Linked DNA regions of Triticum aestivum: region 1 is linked to region 2. The links are chromatin contacts, called in public Hi-C maps. All regions are on one chromosome and are shown on one strand. The core of a region is the stretch at or near the end of the contact, and the rest is flanking DNA. Distances in the headings are between cores, read along the strand shown. Region 1 holds the start of LOC123097769 (transcription factor bHLH140). Region 2 holds the start of LOC123097764 (6-phosphofructo-2-kinase/fructose-2,6-bisphosphatase).

What was found. A called contact is a pair of places that touch in the nucleus more often than the background predicts.
Region 1: a contact with region 2 is called in a Hi-C map of leaf, with 5 times the contacts expected there. The contact joins the promoter of LOC123097769 here to the promoter of LOC123097764 in region 2. A contact is called at or near these places in 2 of 5 Hi-C or Micro-C datasets (both in leaf).

Annotation. Positions count from the first base shown.
Region 1 is chr4D:337,368,080-337,374,172 of IWGSC CS RefSeq v2.1, forward strand. LOC123097769 (transcription factor bHLH140) reads right to left here and starts at 1,478. Exons shown (of 7, transcript XM_044519590.1): 1 at 1,258-1,478; 2 at 1,020-1,159; 3 at 727-788; 4 at 1-606. The coding sequence starts at 1,463. LOC123097771 reads right to left here and starts at 2,980. Exons shown (of 2, transcript XM_044519594.1): 1 at 2,742-2,980; 2 at 1,626-2,409. The coding sequence starts at 2,792. The coding sequence ends at 1,762. It overlaps TRNAH-GUG (transfer RNA histidin (anticodon GUG)), which reads right to left and starts at 1,599; the gene lies at 1,528-1,599. It overlaps LOC123097770 (dnaJ protein ERDJ3A), which reads right to left. Exons shown (of 7, transcript XM_044519592.1): 4 at 4,877-5,400; 5 at 4,450-4,791; 6 at 3,694-4,053; 7 at 3,064-3,567. The coding sequence ends at 3,286.
Region 2 is chr4D:337,177,496-337,183,865 of IWGSC CS RefSeq v2.1, forward strand. It overlaps LOC123097764 (6-phosphofructo-2-kinase/fructose-2,6-bisphosphatase), which reads right to left and starts at 1,256. Exons shown (of 23, transcript XM_044519586.1): 1 at 734-1,256; 2 at 580-643; 3 at 1-175. The coding sequence starts at 880. It overlaps LOC123097766 (a long non-coding RNA gene), which reads left to right and starts at 1,052. Exons shown (of 5, transcript XR_006447439.1): 1 at 1,052-1,264; 2 at 2,158-2,238; 3 at 3,666-3,767; 4 at 5,619-5,829; 5 at 5,907-6,199. LOC123097765 (protein CHUP1, chloroplastic) reads right to left here and starts at 5,284. Exons shown (of 5, transcript XM_044519587.1): 1 at 4,446-5,284; 2 at 3,580-3,896; 3 at 3,381-3,492; 4 at 3,029-3,160; 5 at 2,639-2,930. The coding sequence starts at 5,066. The coding sequence ends at 2,856.

The DNA of each region.
Region 1 (6,093 bases), core at 228-2,727, 190 kb after region 2:
CTTCTTTTCTACTTGCATTGAACAGGCGCCACCAGCTTCAAGGTTCTCCTGTTTCAACGTTGTATTTTGCTGCCCTGTCTTTCTTTCACTTGATGTGACCATAGTTCCACTGGACTTGTTGACGCTAGAAGTATCTGCCTTCTTGAGAAATTTCATTATACCAGTTTGTACAGGCCCTTTGCTCTTCTGACCAAATACTCCTGAAGCAAGACTATGTGAAGGCCCTAAAGCACTATACATGTCAACTGCCTTCTTAATGTCATCGTCATCCGTACAGAACGTGATCCGACTGAAACCTTCAGTCAGCAAGGGTGCCTGTTTGTTCTTCAGCATGCGGTTCACAACCATGGCGGCCATTCCGCCCTGCACATTTCCTTCATGGCTAGTCCGGCTAACCGAGCGTGAGATGCAAACCTTCGCAGGAAGATCCAAGAAAACAGCATGCACATCCGCTTGTACGGTGCAGCCAAGCTTCACAAAATCAGAGCGCTGCTCTCGTTCCAAGTTGCATCGGTCAATGAAAACGCTCTTTCCCTCCTTCAAAGCGTCCGCTGCGGCCTTCAAGCACTGTATTTTGGTTCCAGCTTTGCCCTTTCCAATTGTATCCTAGAACACAACAAAGACCCACACAAAATCCTGTCACAATTGCTGGAGTTTTGGTTGATGATATGCTAATTAACATTCAAGCCAGGTAAAAATTGCACTAACCGAATCACCCCAACTCACCCATGGAATAGGATTTTGGATTTTTGACTTTGAGATGCTATCTGCTTTTGCATGCGGTGCCACTTTTTGCAAGGTAAGTATAATTATTATTAGTACCATGAGACTGAAACTACAGTTTCAAACTTGTGATCCAGTAACTAGTTATGCAATCCATCGCAAAAAAAAACTAGTTATGCAAAATATAAGCAGTTTCAAAGCCGAATCAGATGACCCTGCATTAGGCATTATGGAATGCTTGTCTTGAGAGTTGGGACATCAAATTCACAGAGGAGACGAAAAGCAATGGGGCGCACCTGGCAGACGCGGGCCCATGGGCGGCCGGCGGCAGCAGCCATGACGGCCTCGGCGAACGTGGACTTGCCGCTGCCCGGGGGGCCGACGAGAATCACCACCACCTGCTTCCCGGCGTCCTCCCTCGTGTCCGCGCCTGGGCCTGCACGGAATGGTTGGAGACAGAGGCGCGCTAGGGTTTTAGCGCCGACGGGTGGCACTGGTTCGGCCGATTAGACGAGGAAAAGGGGCAAAAATCACCTGGGGCTGCAATGGAAGTCGATGGAGCGGCAGGGGAACCGCCTTCGCCGGGATCCATTCGCGCAGAAACTCCAGAGGAGAGGAACCGGGGGCCTCTCGCCGGCGGCTAATCGGCTATGGCGGAAGTGGGGTGAGGGCGTGAGGGCAGAGGGGATGGAAGGGGGCGACGTGCAAACGGTGTGGGGTCTGGCTGTCAGTGTCTCCATAAGAGCTAATCAGAGCCGTTAATCGTCATATGTGAAAAAAATTAGAAAATCACAAATAGTGAGATGTGGCTGCTGGGATTCGAGCCCAGGTCTCCACGGCCACAACGTGGAATTCTCACCACTAAACTACAGCCACTTTGGTGTTCAACATCACACAGACAGTTTACTTAACATATCTATGAAACTTTTCTATAAAATCGTTGGATTTAATTCGTACAATCACGGTGTATTCCTGTGCTCAAAATCTGCCTCATCATACGATAGACGGCATTATTGTTACAGAACCACGTAGAGAAAGCTAGTACTCGTTGAAATGTATGGCGCCGAGCTTCCACACGAGGTAGGTGGTCCCGAACATGACGGTGGTGATGATCCCGAAGGACGCGGCGACGATGAGCACGTCCGTGCCCACGGGCAGCGCCGCCAGCCAGTCGAACGTCCACCCGTCCTTGGGCATGCCGCGCTTGGTGTCGTCCAGCAGGTTGCTCGGCGCCTCCGGCAGCCCCGACCGCTTCCGCCCGCCCTTCTTCCCGCCGTCCGTCTCCCGCAGCGCGTCCAGCACCCGGCTCCCGAACTCCGGCTTCGACGACGAACCCTTCTTGTCCGCCGGCGCCCCCCCGGCCCCCGGCTCCGCGTACTTGCCCAGCACGCGCGCCGCGCGCAGCCGCTCCCGCGCCGTCAGCGGCACCCGCTTGGGCGGCTCGCCCGGCTGCGGCTGCTGGCCGTTGCCGGACGCCACCGGGTTCACGCCGGCGCTGATGGTCGCGCTTTCCTGTGCCTCCGCCGGCGCCGCCCGGTCGTTGTCCGTGGTCGCGCAGGGTCTTGCGTGCTTGAGCTCATTCTGAGGCCTCAGCGGAGCTGCAGCGGTTCCTATCTTGTGGAAGGCATGCCTGGAGCAGAAGGCGAGCTGGGTGTAGGACGGGGAAGATCTGGAGATGCCTCCTAGCTGTCGTACATACACATCCGGTTGCAGCAAGAACCGAAGATTCAGTTAGCAAATTATCTCATTTCGCCAACAATTTTAGCCATGATTCTAGATAGTCCAACAACTAGCTGGGAACTTGTCAAGATGAATTCATGCCTAGATTGGATGATAGCGTTAGCATTCAAGATATGAACTGAACTGAGCAGCAGAATTTCAATCTCCTCGTGCACTAAACTCGTTACAACAACAGGCATGGCCGGCATATCTTCCGTTATACTCCTTCAAACGACGACACGAATCCTAGCAACTCGAGGAGGGGAAGAAAGAAGATGAAGAGGGGTGGGGGAGCTTACTTTGGCAGTGCCAACCTTGGAGGGAGAGGAACTGAGGCTGGTGGCAGCCATCTTCTTCTCACCTGCTCGGCCACTGCATTTTGTGCTCTAGGGAAGAAGAGATAGAATTTGTGAGGCCATCCCGTACCGTAGTGGGGTGACTGCTTTACATCAGGCAGCTTGTTGGGCCGGGCCGATTTGTTGGTGCTAACGGTACGCTGTAGTAGTAGTACTGTAGTGAACACGCGGTCCACACTTATCGCCACAGGATGTTCTACTAAACAAAGCCAGAGAATTGATTGTCAAAAAAAAAAAAAACAGAGAAATTTCCCTCAACAAGAAAAGCCAGAGAAATATGTACATGTATGCATGGTAACATGTCAGTATGTATTCCCGTATCCCAGTCCACAAATCTGAGTCCACAGTTTACATTTTACTCTCTTGTCTTGATTGATTCAACTATGTACAGGCCCTCCCAGATCACACACTACATCCCCTAAAGGCTAAAATTACTTGCAACCATTTCGAGAAAACAATGCTTGCGAGTTGCAACCCTATCTTTCTTCTACCTAAGAACTGGCTTCTGTCCAGTTGCCGACAACTGCACGTCTCCATTCAGGACGGAAACCACAAACCTTTCAGCTTCTTCCATTGACACCTCACCCTTATACACAGCGAACCTCCCCCGTCGAGGCTTGTACGCGAGCAGGAGCTTATCGGACGACTTGTATCCAGACTTGTCGAACGAGGACAGGAACGCAGATTGTTTGTTGCCGTCCAACAAGGCATACGTGATTGCGTTCCCAGAGCTGTAGCTCTGTCCCCTGATCAGAGTCTTCTGAGATATCTGGATGCAGAAAACAGCAAGACGATAAGACATGCGTTAGAAGCTAGATAATGTAGCTAGGCAGGACGAACAAACAGGTTGATGCTTCCGCATATCGTCAAACTGGCGTTAAGCGGGGAAACAAACCTCGGACAGGATGCTCTCCAGCTTTTCCTTGGCTTTGTTGGACTTGAAAACACCAATGATGCATACTGGAGCCTTCTCTCCACAGGTTTCCTCGAAATTGGAGGCGCTGAGGAGAGGGATTTTGTTTTCCTTCGGTTCACTTGCCTTGGCAGGTTTCTTAGCTTGTTCCGATGCTAGCTTCTTGTTCTTCTTCTCAAAACTTTCTAGCAGAGTCTTCAATTCTTTGATACCAGATCGGAGATCTTTCACTGAAATACCATCCTTCAGAAGTTGCACCTCGCCATTAACGGTTCGGCCAATAAGCGCCGGAACATTCTTCACGCCAAAGCGTTTTAGCAGTGGAAGAGAAACATCCTGAACCTTAAAAAGGAAAAAAATATAAAAGTTTAGTAAGAGTAGATGAAATAGATGCTCTTGTCCTTAATTGTTAATTGTTAGTGTATATGGCTGATCTGGAAAATTTTACCGTAAGATCGAAGATACAGCACAGCTATGACTAGCCTCTTTCGGTACAAACAATATTAGTAATGCCTCAATTTAGAAATAAATTAATCCCTATAACCATTGCTTAAAAGAAAGACTATCTATAACGCACGATGCCAGTACAGTAAGTTATGTACCAAGCCTACACACGAAAAGCGGATGACCAGCGCCAGTGCTGACCTAATTTTCTCAAACAAAGCAGTGCAGATGACCAGCGCCAGTGCTGACCTAATTTTCTCAAACAAAGCAGTGATGACAAGGTACAGCTCTTACCTCTGCATCATAGAATATCAAGCGACTGTGGAACATCCCACTGACTGCTCGCCACATTGCTGGTGTGTCCTTCTTTGTTGACAGCAAAAGCACTTCAGGAAGGTTTGGCAAGGCATTGGAAGGGAAATTGAATTGGGTAATGTCAACCCGTCTGGAGAATCTCGGCAGGTGTTCTTGACAGAATGTCTTCAGGCTCTTAGCATCACTATCTCCAGAGTACTCATGCAAAGACCCTTTCTCTGCAGTGCTGTATGAATAAATGAAGAGACGAGCCGATTTTCCTACTGAAACCCCGTTTTTCTTGCAAAGGGCCTTTTCGTTATCACAATTTACCTTGCCAGCCTGCATCAACAGAATCACTGTATAAACTTTTCTTGCTCTATGTTAACTGCGAAGGACCAGCATTACATAAATTTAATCAGCTTACCCTCACTGCACCATCCAATGAACGAGCCACATCCTCCAGAACACTTTCAAGCACAAATTGACCGTTTGCTTGTTGTGTATAGAATAGAAGAAGCCAAGTTATTCCTTGGTCAGCTATTTCTTTGTTGAATGTTTGCATCGTAACCTCCTGAATGGTGACAGGGTTTTTATGCTGACTGGAAGTTCTCGCACTGGGTCTACCAGAACCAGCAAATCCACCATGCTGGCTACCACCCATTGATCTACCAGCAAACATGTTGGAGAAAACATCACCAAGATCAAAGCCAAACGGATTTCCTCCGCCAGCCCCAGGGTTGCCACCAAACGAGAAGGAGAATGTTTTTGAATTTCCCTGACCACCCATTGTCTGCCATCCATCACCGGATGAGAAATAGGTAGTCCTGGGGCCACCACCAGTGAAGTCATGGCTCCCAAAATTTCCAGCACCCATACCTGGGTTACCCTTCTCATCATCGTAGAGATCATAGTTTTTCCTCTTCTCTTCATCTGACAAAATCTCATGCGCTGCAAACGTGACACCAATGCACATTAGAAAAATCAGAGTTACAGTAAAGGATGCGCTCATAGTTCGATTATCGCATCTTCTTAACCACGGAACGAAAAATAATTCACTAACAGGAGTTACAGAATCCTTGGTGGACTGATAAATCAATTGCAAAGAGAAGCAAAGGTAAAATAACTACAGACAAGAACATGAATAGGTACAAAATTTCATACACCCTGAAAAGCTCAAGGGGCAACATGCATCGCTGTCTACACCATCTCCTGGAGATCTGGCTTGTAGATTCTCAGGATGATGGAGTTGGAGTCTGTTGGCTTTGTAGGTTATCGGTAGTTTTGCCGATATAGCCCCTTGTGATCTTTTGGGGTTGATGGGTGAATCTCATCTTGCTCCTTTAGGTCATGCGTTGTCGTTTTCTATTTCTATTTAGCTCTAGTAGCTGTAACTAAGCGTGTGTTTGGTTGTCGCCCAGGCCAGCCCGACCAAACGAGGGCGAGCCAATAAATTGGCGCAGGAATCCGCCGCCGCCAGCTCGCCATCGCATGGGCGTGAAAAATGTACTGGTGACCAAAAAATTGGCAGCGGCTAGGAAAATTGGCACCAAACCAAACGCACGCCTATGCTGCCAGTCAACGCCAATTTTTTGGTATGGTAGCTCATGGCTGCGATCCAAACACACCCTAATACAATGCGGT
Region 2 (6,370 bases), core at 6-2,505:
TCTGTCTCAACCCAAACCTTACACTCAAGTGAATCTTTCTCAGTGAGTTTAAAGACTGCATCCGTCATTTCCACTTGATTGCTCCCGCAACCTAGCGGTCGGTTCGGTCCCTCCTCAACAATGCACTCTGAGCTATCGGCTTTTGGCTTCAATAGTAACTTGAAATCCAGTGTTTCTAACAAAACATAACAAATAAAGGGCATAAAACTAGTCAGGATGCTCAAAAAACTGAAGAGAATCTAACTCCATGCGTATGTAGTAAGTAAACAACTCAGTTAACCAGAGCATAGCAAATGATCAGCTGAAGAATCACTTTATTTCATTTCGAAGGCCCAACTTCATGTACTACATTGTTATACTCAGCAATGACAAATCACTAGTTCATGACAAAATATGTACACACATTAAACAGACAGGAGACAGCCCCAATAAACAATTAAAGCCCAAGCCAACAACTCAAACCAGAGCATCCCAGCAGCATGACACAGCAAGATAGCTCATCATAGCGCAAATCTCCTCAGAAGGGATCTCAAACCCACATGGAGTTGTCGAACAGCATGATAAAATGAACCAACTCACCGTGTCGAGAAGGGAGGACGCAGCTGAGCTCCCAAATGGCGGCCGCCGCCCGCTCCATCGGCAGCTGCGAACACCACCAGGAAAAAAAAAAATTCGATCAATCTCCGCACGGGAAACACACTCGCGAACAAGAGGGGATGGATGCGACACTTACGGCTTTGGAAGGGTCCCACGAGCCAGCGGCGGGGTGGGAGCCGAAGAGGTGAGGGGCGAGGTCGAGCGCCGCCAGGCGGGGGCTCTCCAACTTCACCGAGACATACTGATGGTCCGATGGTCCGCCGGAGCTCGCCGCCGTCGCCATCGCCGGGGAGGCCAGAAGGGGGACTTGGAAGGTGCCGGAAGGAAGAAAAGCGAGCGCGTCGGTATCGTCTTTTCGTGCTACTGTCAAGTGGGGCCACGAGGGGAGGTGCGATGGTGGTAGATCCCTTCGTAATCCGCAACAGCAGGTGGGGCCGGAAACGTACCTGGCCCACCAGCCAGCCTAAGAATGTCCGATGGCAACAGCGCTACCGCCGGCCGGCGACGGCGGACGAAGCGTCTCAGCGCGGAGAAAGGGGGCGAGCAGCCTAGAGAGAGGGAGAGAGATACGCGGGAAGTAGGCGGTGCGGCGGGGAGACGCCGTCATATGGAACGGCCCGCCGCCGCCGGTTGTTTCCGCCGCACCAGCAAGGGCTACACGATCCAGGTATTTTTGGGGGGTGCCTGATTCCTTCCTTTCCCGTCTGTGTGATGCTCTTGTAGATTTTGCAGCAGCCTGCCAGCTCCATGCATTCGTGCTTGGCTTGCTCGCGCATCTCTGTTTGGGTAGTTGAGTAATCTCGCAAATTCTTTCCACCATTGGTGGATTGTGCAAAATATTTTGGCTTATGGTGCTTAGGTGGTTTTTCTTTTTGAGGGTTATATATAGGTGGTATTCTTATTGCTTACGGACAATATTAGCTGCTAAAGAAGTAAATGACGTTGTTGATTCAACATACACTTGAACACATTTTGAGCGAAACAATGCAGCAGTTAACAGCAGAATCTGAAATGGTAGGCGCCGTAGAGCGAAGTTGATTGGTGCCTGTGTTTTTTTTTTCTTTTTTTGACAGCAACCTTGTAGATTTCCTCTGGTTTGTGGATCTTTGGCACCGGGAACACTTGCACATTTTGCCAAACCGCATGATCCTGCTGCCTTCGATCCAAAACACGATTTGAGAATATAGTACTTCTTAAGATTTTCTGTAGCTTATTGTTAGACCATCCGCGTCACATTTATGCTTAATCTGAAGCCAAAGGAGAGGTGTGGTTTGGCAGTTATTACTTAATGGGAAGCATTTACAGCCAATTTGCTCTTGAGCAAACCTCAGACAAATTCTAACAATAAAAAACCTTGTGTGCACTAACAGTTGTGGATCTTACTCTTTATGAATTTTAGGGCACATACTGTCGTCCTATCTGTATAGTAGGATTATACTGTCGTCCTATCTGTATAATAGGATTATACTGCCGTCCTCTGTATAATAGGGCTATCCAGCATTGGTGGATTGTGGGAAATGTCGGACTTATGGTGCTTAGGTGGTATTTTTATTGCTACAGACAATTAGAGCTCCTGAGAAGTAGAGGATGTTGTTGATTCAACGTGCACTTGAACACCCTCTAACAGCGGAATCTGAAAAGGTAAGCGCCCTAGGTAAAAGTGGACTTGTCTGCTTTTTTTATGGGTAAACTGGATGTATCTGATACTCTTGTCAGTTGTCGCATAAATGCTGTGCAGGTTTGAATACTTGGAGCACTCATCTAGTTTTTTGAGCATTTACAGCCAATTTGCTCTTTAGCAAACCTCAGACAAATTCTAACAAGAAAAAATCGTATTCAGTGTGCCCTAACAAATGTGAACCTCACTCCTTAGGAATGAAGGGCACATACTGTCGTCCTGTCTGTATCCGTAAATTATGCCATTTCCAGATTCTTACTTCATACTTCATGGTACGACCACCTAAGAATCAAAGGGTTGGCTCTTGTTTTCTTTTATTTACAAGCCTCTAATGAAATTTTAGAATGTTCCCAAAAGGTGTACTTAAATTAAGAGTTGTGAGTGGATGTACTTAGAATTCTCAGGCTTCAAATTGCATCCCAGAGGTCCGCATCTTAGATGCAAAATAATAAGTTAAGAAAATTGTTCATGGAATTATCCTGGAGACTAGTGGAGTCGACCTGGAGCCAACCTCGGCAAAACTTAATTATGTCCGTTGCATCCGATGATGCTTATTTGAACCCATATATGATCCATCAGATCACTCTGACTTGCTTGCGTACGTCTTGAGTTCTTGGAACGCTTTCCGGCAACCTTCATCAAAGCCACCCGCGAGCTGCAAATTTGGTTTGTTGCAGTTACCTTGGTTAGTTAGTTTGTAGGTAGCAACTCATAATGCCATCCAAAAGTAATTCATGATTGTGGTAGAATTACCTGATGTATTCGGAAGGCAAAGCGGACACCTTGCAGGAGCAGTTCCTCATCATTTACAAATGGATCTGACTTCAGTGCATTCATAATGCGGTTCATGTATTCTTTTGCAAGCTTCAATGAAGCGGCCTTTAGCTGTTAAGGCAGCAAGAGGATACTTCATATATTATATGTCTATTAGACATGAATTTATAGCTAAAAGGGTAGTGAGATTATTCCAATTTGTACCACATAACTCATAAGTTGGTTTGGAGTTGAAGACGAGTTTGTAAAATGCACTTAACTATCTCTTCTCTACTATATCAAACTGATGAAAAAGATGGATATTAGAAGTTTGGGAGTACATGGTACATACTTGGCTTATGATTCCAGAATCAAGCATCCAATCCCATGGGATCATGAGATCCTTGTATCTTCCACTTGCACTGTCCCTTATTTTTTCAGTATTGTGAATACCTTGTTCAATTCTACAAGGGGAAGTATGAATCATGTCATATTGTTGAAAGTTTGACAATGCAACAGCCTTACTAAATGCATGCAGTTCGTCTACTCACTTATCCTGTAGAGCTTGCATGCGCTTCAAAGCCATAGGTGTAGCCACTCTCCTGTCGTCGTGAAATGATGATGCTTCTGCTTCCAGGTTCTTCAGATCCCGGTAGGTGAATGCTGCTTCTCTCATGGCATCTGCTTTCTTCTCAGGCCAGTTAGGGAAGTGCTTGAGCACTGCCCGTTCGTCTATCAGGTATGATAGTTCCCCATCTAGCCACTTCACAAACTCTTCAACATCGGCTATTTCCTTGTATGCTGCATTCTGAACTTCCCTTGCCAGGAAGCTAATGAATTCACCCTGATTTTCTACATCTGATTTAATCTGTTGGAACACAATCATAAGGGAATTTTTTTGGATTGGTGAGGGAATTATTGATCTGTACAGAATAATAGGGAGAAAACATGGCTCGGATGTACATTAAAAGATTATTCGTACTATAAAAAAAAAGAGTTATATAACATTATCAACTGCAGGAGGGAAACAGAAAAATCAGAAGAACATGTCGCATGCTCTTAAACTAACACATGGCATTGCTTTTTGATGCATAAAGAAAAGATATACTATATTGTGGTGTATTCGTAAGGTTTTAAAGATGAGTGGAAAATTTACACAATAAAAAGTTACTATTTATGAAATGGGAGAGATGTTTAAAGAATAGTCTATCTGTTGAGATATTGTCTTTAATACAACAACGAACTGGTAACTGTCATGCGGGAGGAAATATTGTGCAATTGACATAGTACTCATACTCTTGTTGCTTATGTTGGTTCAAAAAGAAAAGAAAAATTGAACTAAGAAAGGAATTGGCAGCTAAGTAAACTATATATCATATGCACATCTAAAATTAGATAGAAAATCATATGTACTTACAGCTATAACATAAGCTGATCTGTTCTCTATCTCCCCGATCATGTCTCGGCTGTTAGTAGCTACTGGAATTCCCACAGATCCAGACTTCGCATCGCTTTTGCCTTCTCTTCTTACTAACAACCGGTACAACTCAACTACCTCTGGCACCCTTTGGACTCCCTTGGTGCTCTTCAGTAATTTGGAAGGTAGGGGAGGTGGCGGTGGAGGAGGAGGACCCATGGATCCTTCCTTTTTTGCCTTGATGATCGGTTGGATGCACGTCGGACTTGGTGGTGGATTTGGAACCCTTGGTGCTCTTGATTTCACTGACGGTGTCCTAGAAAATTGCTGCCTGTTGTAACATGCCGAGCTGTTGAGATCCATGGCTTCCTTCACATCATCATTGTTGTGAACAAACTGTTTTTCCTTGAAGTAGTTGTTGCTGGTGGCAGAATTCTCCGGCTTCTTCCAGATTATCTTTCTATCAGTATCCTGCCCTTCAAGTGAGGAGACTTGGCCTTTTAGACGGCTGACTTGATGCTTCAGTTGCTTGTTCTCCTCTTCCAGAGTGTGGTTCCTCTCGATCAGGCCATGGAGCTTGCTTCTCAGAAGTGCAACACATGCATCACCCTCCCTCATCATCTCTTCTTTGCCAGAGGAGATGATCTCTCTGTATGGTTGTACTGATTCCTCACGTATAATCTATATTTGTCTCCTACTTCATCACTCATATAATTCTGTGGAGCACTAAAGGAGATGTAAGTGAGCTTCTGTACAATTCTGTTGTGTCTAGCCAAGAGGAACTTACATATGTGCAGGGAAGAACTGGTGGAACATAAAGTTAGGTAGGATAGGTGCTGCTGCTAGGCTAATTACTTGTCCTTCAAGTGATTGCTATGCAGTACCTATCTTCTTTGTGTAACTTCACTCAAGAAATTCAGTCGTACAAGCTTACGTGTTTCTCTTTTCCTTTTGTGTACGACTATTTTCCAATTCTATCATACATTAATTTACCGCCGTCTATGTTCAGTTCACTTGGCTGGTATATTTTTTAGATTTACCTTGAGCTGTCGGTGTGCTATTTTACACCAACCAAGAGGTAAAGGTTTTTTATCACTCTTCTTTCTCTGAAAAATATGTCATTTTCCTTCATGCTTGGTTTCTTCTGATTGCGCTTTTGTCCTTTTTGTGAAGTTGTGACAGCAAAAGCCTGAATACAAGCTTTCTTCTGCCTCAAGCTGTGTAAAAGGAACTCAGATGGAACTCCTTTACCAGCCCTGGACACCTTTGGCTAATAAGACCAAGTGAATATTTTGAAAAGTAGAGGGACAAGAAGAAACAAAATAAAGCTGAGCAAAAGAAGGGGAAAGCAGATCTGAATGTGTTTATCTTTCAAAATACACAGGTATTGTTACTCTCCTTGGAACTGTAGCTCCTACTGTAACAATCCTATTCCTCACCCATGTGTTTTGATTGCTGAAGGTTTCTGGTGAAGCCTTTCCTACCTGTATCTGAACAGCATTGGGCATCTGTTTATGTCACCAAATATAGGCAGTAGCAGAACCCCGAAAACAACATATAGTAGGTTTAGAAAAAGGAGTCCCTACGAAGGAAGATTCTGGCAATGTTATAAAGGAAATGTAGAAATAAACTGTTACAGGATGACAGCAGATTAAGCTGGCATCAAAGGTTACTCTGTGTACTCTGAGATACAGGTACCATTGTAAAGTCCCTGATCCGTAGGGAACTGAGGCCATGTTTAAGGAGTTCATTGATTTCGCTGCGTCAGTTTCCATGCTCGGATTGGGTGTGATTTGTGTAGAATGCGATCTCAGTACCTGGTTGGTGGAAGTACTACATACATATATGCAGTGCGGTGCATCAACTGTGAAGATGCTTTGCATGGACCCCCTGTGACTGCATGTACCATTACGCCTAATGATGTA